2 separate regions of the Gossypium hirsutum genome follow, and region 1 is linked to region 2. The links are chromatin contacts, called in public Hi-C maps. All regions are on one chromosome and are shown on one strand. Each heading gives the region's core, a stretch centred on a gene start, on an enhancer-like site or on the middle of the called end of the contact. The rest is flanking DNA. Distances are from core to core; before and after follow the strand shown.

What was found. Hi-C and Micro-C count contacts between places; a contact is called where the count stands out from the background.
Region 1: a Hi-C map of leaf shows a contact between it and region 2, with 2.0 times the contacts expected there. The contact joins the promoter of LOC107886339 here to the enhancer-like site in region 2. A contact is called at or near these places in 10 of 34 Hi-C or Micro-C datasets (anther, callus, hypocotyl and 1 more).

Annotation. Positions count from the first base shown.
Region 1 is chrA03:73,394,995-73,400,602 of Gossypium_hirsutum_v2.1, forward strand. LOC107886339 reads left to right here and starts at 2,376. Exons shown (of 2, transcript XM_016810247.2): 1 at 2,376-4,294; 2 at 4,900-5,608. The coding sequence starts at 2,509. The coding sequence ends at 3,429.
Region 2 is chrA03:73,331,832-73,337,738 of Gossypium_hirsutum_v2.1, forward strand. It overlaps the pseudogene LOC107886343. Among protein-coding and RNA genes, the nearest start is that of LOC121227747, 4.9 kb to the right of the region's middle. Within about 2 kb of position 1,455, at least 6 of the 9 cell types and tissues checked have an H3K27ac peak or open chromatin away from gene starts, as enhancers often do. A contact at or near this core is called in leaf, where this site is marked.

The sequences.
Region 1 (5,608 bases), core at 1,126-3,625, 64 kb after region 2:
ATGAAATCTCGAACTTAGGTATTCAGAATATAAAAAATATTTGTATTTACCAATTGTGTGAAAGCCTCTTTAGTTTGTAGGTGAAGTTCTTTTTTTTATAGAATACCTACATTTATTTATAACTTCTCTTGAATCTTTAAATTAAAAAAATAGGTTATGTTCTAAAATTTATTTTTGTTAAATTTTATAAACGGGTAGAAGAAAAGATATATTGAAAAACTAAAATTAAATAAAAATAAGATAATACGTGATAATATTTAAAATTCATTTATAAAAAAAAATTACAAGTTGTGTGGATGAGTTTCAAAAAAATTAATTGCTACAGGTTTACGAGAAGCGGTCTCTAAAATCTCAACTTGATTTTAGTCAAAAGATGAAATGTACGAATTGGGTAATATTATAATTAGCATTGCAATGCATCTATTAATTATTCAGCAAATTGTTTTTTGGTAGAATCAATAAAATATATTGTCAACTGAGGCATTAGGAGAACTTGTGGCTTTTGGGTGAGTTGAGGAGTTGTTTATGGCATGTTTAAGAATTGATTCTATTCTTATTGGGATAATTAAAAAGAGATCCATATCACATCAAATACAAAGAAAAGTCCAAGGTGGCAAAGTAGCATAAGTGGAGAGTTTCCACATTTCACCAATCACCACTTTCAACCCTTGTGGGTTCATTCCTAGATGTTTAAAATTTTCTAATTCCTTCTAACACAAGTTAGTTAAGTTAATTTCAATTGAGATCATTGAAAAAACACTTGTGGAGCTTAAAGGAATAGTGAATGATTCGATTAATTGAGATTTTTGATATTTTTATTTTTATTGAATTAAAAGAATGTAGTTTATTACTTGTATTTTTAAATAATATTACCTCAATCCAAGTTTAATGACAATGTTTTTTTTTAAATGTAAATTTAATGACAATGTTAAAACTTCTTTCTCAATAATAATAATAATAATAATAATAATAATAATAATAATTAACCAAAAAATATCAAAATAATAATGAAACTACTGTGTACTTTATTACATCAAAATATATTTTAATCTTCATTTAATGTTTTTCGAATCGAACTGATAGTTGAGTTGATTAGGTTATCGATTCTTCATTTGATTGGTATGTCTGGTTAAAATTAAATAAATTATTAAAATATTATAAAAATTTTAAAATGAAAATAATAAAATCATAAAAACTGGTTCAACTGCCGGTCAACCAATCCGATCTAGTTCAAGAGTCAATTGGTTTTTTCCTTGTTTTGAATCGTTGTATCGACTAATTCCCAGACTAATCAATTCGACCAACTGGTTTAATTTTTAAAGCACTACTTTTAACATTAACTCAAATAAAGTTTTAATTTTTAATTATATTTAAACGACTATTTTACTAAAAAACTACTATGTTAATATTTATTGAATTAAGTGAAAATGCATTAAATAAAAAACTAAAAATAAAAAAATTTGATTATGCTTTTATTGCATCAAAATTTATGCTATTATTTAAGTATGTAAAAGAGTTGGTGTTAGAGTTAACTAGAAATCAACTCAATTATGAAAAATACTAAAAAAATTAATCGTTTAAAATTAATAAATATTATTATAAAATGTTTTGTATTTTCATTGCTTTATATAAAATTTATATTAAAAAAAAGAGATAACATTTCTATCAAACATATTAAAATTTTAACTTTATCATTTTTATGAAAGTATGTTTAATAAAAGTTTTTTTTATAAGCAAGTTACCATATTTTTCTTATGATTCAATTGTTAAATAAATAATTTACAACAATATTTTTAATATTGAATTTTTCTTTGACCCACGTGATAATATAATAACATTTTGAAAACACGTTAAATAAAGCTTTCTAACCTGATAACATTTCAGCATGTCATAGCAATTGACAATACAAGATGGAAAGCAATTGAAATGTATTTAATATTCTTACACTAATGTATTTACATATTTAAATTTATATTTACTCACAATTTAGATTAACTTGTTTTATTTTAATTTCATATGTAATTATTAATTTCAAACCATATGTTTAATTATTTATTAAATGCTATTTTTTAACCACACATATATTATAAATATATTATTTCCACATGCATACATGTATGATGCAATTACTAATATATTTTAACCTTTTAACTTACACCCAAATAATGCATTAAAACATAAAAAATTAATACAACAAAAATATTATTTAAATATAATAAAAACAAAAAATAATGGAAAATAAGTCATAATTATTTGATATTTTAATGTATTTATTATTGAAATTTAGCATTTCATACATTATCAATAATTTTTTTAATTCTATAAAAAGAATTCAAATATTGGAGATATCATTTTTTAATATAATTTTTTAATTTTTTACTCACCTTAAAAAATATCACTTTATAAATTTATCTTATAAAGTTTAATATTTTTACTCATTGTTTTTCATTATAATAAAGCTTTTGATTGAGTTAATGTTACTTATAAACTTGGTCACTCAGTTGAGAAATGATCAAAAACCTATTTTTTTTAAAGAAAAAAATGTCGAATTCTCTCTGTGAAAATGTTGATCCTGGACTATCCACTGTGGAGGAGATGATCCCTAAGAAAGTTAGATTCAGAGACAAGGAGAAAGCAACGAGTAATGACATGCTGATCGAGTTGCCTCTAGATCAACCTACTTCTTGGAGAGACATGCTCGTCAGCCAATCTTCAAAGGGTGATTCCAATGTGGATGGGAAGGAAGTTATTGATTTTTTGGAAGGGGACATTCAGAAATCCGTTGTGAATGGCATGCCTTCAATTACTTTTTCGGACCAAATTCATCAAATCCTTATTCAGGGTATGAATAATAATGTGATCTTAAAACTCCTAGGTCGTAACATTGGTTTTTTGATTTTGCAGAACAAAATTTACAGCATATGGAGACCTTCAGGCCCTATTCACATGATGGACATTGAAAACGACTATTTTCTAGTCAAATTCCATAACAAATTGGATTGTGATAAGGCTCTCTCTGAAGGATCGTGGACTATTTTCGGCCAATATTTGACTGTTCAGCCTTGGACGAGGGCTTTTGACTCTACACAGGCTTACCCAAGTGTAGTAGTGGCATGGATTAGACTCCCTGCTCTTCCTAGTTATTTATATAACCGTAAAATCATTACTGAAATTGGAGAATTGGTGGGCAAAGTGGTCAAGTTAGATATGAATACTGATAGCAGGACGAGGGGGTTGTTCGCTAGAATGGCGGTATACGTCAACTTAGAAAAGCCGTTGGTGTCTCAAATCTTGGTAAATGGCCGAACACAAATGGTAGAATATGAGTCCCTTTCTACTATCTATTTTCATTGTGGAAGGTATGGACATGTGGAAAACATGTGTAACTTCAAAATTCCAGAATCTACGGTGGTGGTAAACATGGACTAGCATGAGATAGTACCAGAATTTCAAAAATCGAACGTTGAAGGATCAGAAAAGAAAGATGGCAACTATGGGCCGTGGATGATTGTAGAAAGGAAATCAAGGCGCAAAGTAAGGGATAATCCGTAGAAATTAACCGAAATTCAGGAGAAGGAGAAGGTAGGCTCCCGATTCAGTGGCCTTGCTAACGGGGATTTGACTAATGAATTTTAGGATAGGGAATTGGCAGATTTGCGGAGGTCTAAAGGGAAAGAATTATTAATTAAAGGTCAACGCAAGACATTTTCGAGAAAAAGGCAGCTGAAATCAATAAAAAAATCTCAAACGGTAATTTTAAAGAGTCGGGCCCCAAAATTTCTCTAGGCCCAAATAACAAAAAGAATAAAGAACAATTTTTGGGATAAGTTCGGCCCATATGACCAGTAATAGAATTGTGCAGAATTCAGAGGTATTTACCTCTGGATTGGGCGTGGGGGTTTCTTCACCTAAGCAGGTCTAGGGCATGTTGGATCATGAAGCCCAGGCTGAAGGGAACCAGTAGGGTTCGTTTGCTCCCAACAGCAATAGTCGTCCCTTTGCAGCGCCGGTAGTTGTTCCTGAGCAGGCCATCGATGAGGTTATCTTGCATGACGAAAGGGAGACTTCAGTGCTCCAGAGTATACCAAGTTTAAAGGAGGTAGTTAGAGGAGAAGAGGTAGTCGAAGTTGGCAATCTAGATTCCGAAAAACACACAACTGTGGTTTTCTTTGAAAATAAAGAACCCCTTTCCATGAACACTCTCTTGGATCAGAAGGGATTTCTTGATTCGAGCAAAGAAATGAAGTTCAGGAGCAGATCGAATAAGCAGAATAAAAGATTTCGTGGGACAAATGTAAGGTTCAAAAACGCTAGCTCCCCTCGTGTCTTTTTTAAAAAATCTATAGAGAATCTTGCTGAGAGTATATCGAGTATCTCAAAAGAAAATTTTGGTACTGGTTTATTTTCCAGAAACGATGAGAAGATGAATGGGTGTATAATCCCTAAACAGTATGACTATTGAAGGTTTTTGGTTTGTCCCTCTTGATTTTTTATTTACGTGGGTTTTGCTTTTTGGGCTTTTATTATTTTTATATTCTTATTATATTATTTTGATGATGCCTAATTTAAAAATTTTCTCGTGGAATTGTCAAGGGTTGCTAGTAGAAGTTTTATTAGAGCATTTCGTGAATATAATTCGAAATATAGTCTAGATATTGTTTGCCTAGTTGAACCAAGAGTAAACAATAAAAAAGCCAATTTTATTATTGAGTAATTGGGCTTTAATTTTTCTCATCGGGTTGAAGCCGTTGGATTTTCAGGTGGCATCTGGGTAGGATGGAAAAATTCTCTTTATATTCAAATCATTAGTAGTCACTCTCAATTCATTTTTCTTCGTGTTGATAATTTAATTTTCAATAAGTCTTTTCCAATCTCTTTTGTTTATGGTAACCTTGACAGGATGAAACGCAAGCTTCTTTGGGAAGGGTTAAAATCTGCCTCCCCAGCCCAATCCATTCATTGGCTTATCATGGGAGATTTTAATGCTATCATATCTTCTAAGGACAAGAGAAGTCCCTCTAATCCTAGAAAATAGTGTGAATTATTTGGAAATTTCATTGATTCTTGTGCTTTACAGGACTTAGGTTTTAGTGGACCTTCATTCACTTGGCAATGAGGTGACACTTTTGTAAGATTAGATCGAGCCTTAGCAAATGATGAGTGGATGTTAACTTCCACAGTGTTCAGTTCAACACCTCACTCGTACTAAGTCTAATCATTGGCCACTTTTACTTTTCAATGACCCGGTTCGGAACGTTTCTAAAGGTTGACCTTTCAGTTTTTTAGCGGGATGGACACAACACAACACTTTTCCCACATTCCTTAAAGATAAGTGGAATTTTACGAGTGATATGGTTGATTCTCTCAATAATTTGACCTCTTCTGTTAAAATTTGGAACATGAATGTGTATGGTTTTTTGGGTGCACGTAAGCGTCATTTTATGAGATCCCTTAATAATATTCAAAAGGCCATTGACCATTTTCCATCTAGTCAGTTAGCTTAGAAAGAATTGAAAATTCGGGATGAGTTGGAGAACTTTCTGGATCATGAAGATTTACTTTGGAGACAAAATGCACGTTGTGACTGGCTTTATTTGGGGATCGAAAA
Region 2 (5,907 bases), core at 205-2,704:
CCTTTTGACACCATTTCATCAAAAAGTTTCAGTGATTCATCACATCTACCGAGTTTTCCATTCATTTTCATCATAACTGTGTACGTATACTCATCCAGCACACAATGCTTTCTTTTCATGTCTTCAAAAACCATGTACGTCTGATCAACCTGTCAAATGCTGCAGATCAGATTAGCACCTCAGGGCACTTGAAATGGATGCATTCAGTAACAATATCAAAACTAGTATTAGTGCACACACACACACACATATATATCTAAAGGGGGGAAACATGTTCTGATGCAAAATGTAAAAGTAAATACCATAATTATCAAATCTAGGGAAACAAGTAAAATATTTTACTTCTACGTAAGACAATCATGTTCAAAATAGTGTTCCCATTTTAGTTCTTAATTCATTTTGAGTCAATTAATTTAGATTTGCTGTTCAAGTAACTGTTTAAGAAGTAAACGCAAATAATAAGTAGCAAAAAGCAAGTAACAAAAACACCAAGAAAATGAGCCTTGAATCTATGCTTTTACAATCAACCACAGGATTTGCTTTTAAACCCCAAAATACTTGAAATCAGAAAACCAAAAGAAACCATTAAGCAGTAGTCAAAAGAAAACCAAATCGAATTTGTAAGAACATATCAATCAATTAAGAAGAGACTAAAATAAAGATCAAACCTTCCCATCCTTCGCCAAAGCATTCAACAACATGTTATAACCAAAGATATCTAACTTGTAACCTTTCCTCTTCATCTCCCCATAAACCGAAAACGCTTTCCCTGAGTCAAATGACCTTAAGTAAGCTTGAACCAAGCACTTATAAGTGTAAGCATTCATATTCAACTCCCATTTCTTCACTAGCCTCATACACGTGCCCAAATCCTCAGTGTTCCCGAAAAACCCTATAAGGATATTGACAGTGGAGATGTTTCCACGTATGCCGGACTTTTCCATGTCATCGAGGAGCGACCGTACGGTGTTGAAGCGATCGGGGCGCAAGGATTTGGAGAGGATGAGGAAGAGACGAGAATAGGTGAATGGGTCGTGGCGGAAATTGGGGGACAGGGAGGAGCAAAAGTGGAAGAATTTCAAGGCGAGGGAAGGGCAGTTTAGGGATTTAAGAATGAGGGAGGCTTCATTGGTGGTGAGGGTTGGGGAGAGGGACGAAAGGTACTGTGAGAGATCGGCGAAAGGGTTGGATTGGAATTGGGATTTGGTGAGGATGTGTGTCACTTTGCAGATGAGTTGGTAGCGTGGGATCGGGTAGCCGCGAGAGTCGGTGGCGACGGTAGGAAGGGAGACTTCGGCGGAGAGGGAGCGACCGCCCGGGGAAGTTGAGGTTATTTTGGCTATGTATTTGGTCGCGTAGTGGCGGCGGCTACTGGTTATAATGTGGTGGAATCGGCGACGGTTGGGACCGAGCATCACGGAGGGCTATTATTGCGCCACTTGCGATTCGCTCTACAAGGGTTCTTCGCCGTTTTGGTTCAAAAAATTGAGTGAAAATGAGGAGTCAAGATCAAGGACTCTTTAGGACAACAACTAAACAGTGACTACAAAATTTTGGTGTTAAAATTAGAAAAGGATGGTTTTTAAATAAACTTAGGGAAACTATTCGATCGAGTCGAGTCGAATTAAATTAAAAATTTTTAATTTAATTGAGTTGATAAATCCTATTTTAAAAATTAAACTCAATTTAAATTTTTTTCAAATTGAATCGGATCGAGTAAAAAAATCTTGAGTCGAGTTAACGAATCTTATTATTTATACAAAATATTGTGTTTACATGGATCGATTCTTTAACTAGTAGACGAAGTATAAATAACTTAATGGTTTTGACTTTTAACTTTGAAAAAGGTAAACATTTATCAAAACGACGTAGTTTTATCTTTTCTTATTCAGATTTTCAGATAACTCGAATTGTGTAATGCATATTCGAGTTAAATCAAAAAACTTAATTTTTTATTCGAGTTTATCCGAATAACTTGATTAACTCAAATAACTCGAACTATCTAATTCAAAATTTGAATTTTTTTATCGAGTTTTTCGAATTGAATCGGATTTTGCTCACTCCTACTTACATCACTTAATTTTCCGTTCAATTAATTGAATTATTTAACTGGCTAATTTAGCGATATATGTCGTTTTTTTAAAATTAGGGTTTCAATTTTTTAAAAAAAATTAAAGAAATAGATCATTTTTTAAGAAAAAAAAAGAAAACCGCGTCCAACTAGGTGTGTTTTCTACACCGTTGGCAAGAAAGCGTGTGCGCTTCCCCCATGGTTAATTCCAAGGGTAAAAAAAATTAAATGCTGAACAGTCCAAAATTTTTCCTATAAATACCACTAAATTTTACTTTTTTTCACTCACATCCTATTCTCTCAAATCTTTCTATTCTTTTAACTCTCTAAATTCTCTCAATTTTCACAAGCTCTTATTCTAAACTTTTCGATATTCTCATTTAAAAATATTAGTTTGTTTTAATTATTTTGTATTTTATTTGTTCAGATTAAGTTTTCACAAATAACAACCTCTTTAATTCATTTCGACGAGAAGCACATTTTCGCAGCTCAAGTAGTAATGGTAAGACAAAATTTTAAATTTCGTTATTTTTAATTAAGTTAAAATTAATTTTTTAATATTTTAAAATAATTTTTTTGTCATTATAAATAGGTGAATGATTCTATTTTGGAAGGGACCATACATAATTTAGCAATGCCTCCTATCACCGAACTTCGTGGTTACTTACACTCATCAACAAGTTGGTGGAAAAACGGAGGCCCAAAACACACACTTTCTATCTTATATGCAGCTAGTGTACAACCACACTCGAGGACATAGCGTTATAACTCGGTCTACTGGTGGATAGGCTAGTCATCATGGAATCAACGATCGTTCTCGGTAAAGAAGACCTCGCGCGGCATTATTGGGCAATGTATCGAACTCGTTTGAAGGTGGCTGGTTACAGATGAAGTGGTTAGAGATCAATTTCAAAAAGCTTCCTTTGCACAAAACTGAGGTGGTCAAAAGACAATACGCCTGAGCATTCATTTTAAGGTCAATTAGGGGCTTTTTAATGCTTGATAAATCTCAAAATTTGGTGCACATAAGGTGGCTACTACACTTAGTGGACTTTAAAGAATGTGAAAAATTGAGTTGGGGATTGTCGTGTTGGCCACGTTGTACCAAGAGTTATGCCGGGCGACGAAATCAGATATGATGTCAATCGATGGTTGCCTTCTCCTGCTGCAGTTGTAAGCTTGGTGGCGACTACCGTTTCTACATCCCTGAGTGAGCGACCCATACAAGTTCCTGTTGGTGACAAGGTAAAAATTATTTGATAATAAATACGTAGTTTGTATAATAATTATTTTTATTTATTATATGTTTGAACTAACACATCGCTTGTATAGGTGGAACCATGGGCCGAATTACGTAGGACTACCCGACCAACTGGAAGATATTAGGTTGTTGTTAGATCAACGCTCGAAAGCCGATTTAGTTACTTACTCTTTCGAACCTATATTAATTACGCAGTGATTTGTAAAATAAAATTTCGTAAATAATAGAATTTATAATTGTGCACTTTAGTTTGAATGGATGTCATATGCCGACACGAATATCATATATTACATCTCGCCAGAACTGTTGGCCAATCAGAGGATGTAGGACGCAAAGGTGTTGTTGATAGTGTACGCGATTGTGGAAATGTACGAATCAAATCGGGTGATGCGGCAGTTCGGGTGAAGGCGAAAAATTCCGCCGCCATTGCAACACATGGATGAGTTATACAAGGTGGACCTTCAAAGGAAGAACGATGAGCACTGGAAAGAGATTCACATGGACTACATAGACGTTTGGGATCGTAGGTTGGAATTCTTACCCTTCCATGAACCATTTTTCTCAATAGACACTATGGCCTGTTTAAAGTACATGTCGTGGTTTAAGTCATCAGTAAGTTGTATCTACTATTGGTGGAGGCGAGGAGTAGGCAACTTCATTAAAAGATGCAACGACGACCACCCCAGCAATGTAAGGCCGAACGCAGTCGCACGATGGGTTCATCATCGGCTTCGACCAAAGAACTGCTGTATATGTCTACAAAATATCCCGATCAGTTAACTCCACTTATTCTTGTTCATTTCACTAACCCGTGTTTTTTCAGAAGCACCACACTACGTAGCACTGCACGTCCCTAGTTCTTTTGTTCCCGCAGGTACATATTTCAGGGCACTGATGTAAACTCAAAATTATATAGGGTACTTAATTATTATGTTTATCTTGAGTAATAATTATTGAAATAAGTGAATTTTACGTAATTAGTAATTTTAGACATGAATTTGGAAAGTATATGAAATTATGCTTAATTACATTATTTTCATGCATATTTTATATTAATTCATGTTAATTTATTTATGTATGTATTTTTCACTATGTAGGTAGTATACTGGAAACATGATTTAAATAAATAAAAGATGACCATGCACAAATTATCCATGTGGATGGCAAGACCATGCAATTTTGGGCATGGGGACAAAAACATAAAAATCACCAAAATTAAGATAAAACCACTTACATGCACAAAACCTAGCTTAGTCGAACCTTTTACTTCAACTATGATCTTCTTCTTCCTTCTCCCAATTCGGCGGTAAGCTAATGAAGATGATGATGATTTTATTTTATTGTAGTTTATGTTTTCTTATTTACTATTTTACTATTTTACGTTTATAATTAACCTTAACATATAACCAAATGATGAACTAAACCATCCATTATTTCTAGTAATGGTCTAATTATATTTTAAAGCCTACAAATCATGAATTAATATTCATTTAATACAATTGACTAATAGCAGTTGACTTTTGAAGTTTTTACGATTTAGTCCTTTTATTTAATTAACTATATAAACGTTAAAATTTCCTAACCAAATTTTAATACGACACTGAAATAATCATATAAATATTAAATAAATTATAAAACACTAACTCACTTACTGAAATTGTGGTATCAGAATTACTGTTTTCGACACAACTAAAAAATAGGTTGTTACAAGAAAAGTCATTCTGTATGTGTGACGTATAAATATCATAATGTTTGCTCTGGAACTCACTAAGTTCTATGAACTTAATCCATTTATCTTCCATTCTCAAGACCACCGAAGAAATAAAGAACCTTCAAAGACTATGCTAGAGGATTCATATTGCGTGAGGATTATAGTGATTTTGTATTATGCATGACAAATAAGGGTGGCATCAAGGCTTGAAATTTGAAAAATAATATTTTGTAACTAAAAATGTATCCGTTAAACCGTGTTCTTTCTTTAAATCTTTACAATGAACTTTTATGGTTTAAAAGTGTTTGGGTCCTAAGGCTTAAATGTTTTATATATTACTACTATAGCATATACGTGATTGTTTTTGTAAAATTGAGGTTTTCCCAATTACATTGCTGTAAAGAAAAGACTTTAAGGTTGTAACGCACCATTCGTGGATCTTTCTTAAGTGTCAGGAATGGGGCACTACAACTAAGGCATTACAAAATACGTAAAGTAAACATCACAGAAAAAGCCACACAGGCTTAATGGAATACACCATGAAGGTCTTACAGAACACGTCACTAAGGCATCATAAAGAATTACTTGTTTACTATCTCGTTAAACCTCACCAGAAGGTGTCGTGGGTTTCCTCCCTCATGGTCTTATACTTAACTTCATGTCGTGATTGTCAGTCTAATTCATATTTTACTAAAGGCATCACCATGAATATTTTCATAATCATGCCATGGGTATCAGCCACATGGACTTACATGTTCTAATGTCGTGATCTATTAGTCCAATCTTTGTCTTACTAAAGGCATCACCATGAGTGTTTTCGTTGTCATATAATGTCATGGGTCTCTACCACATGGACTTACACAT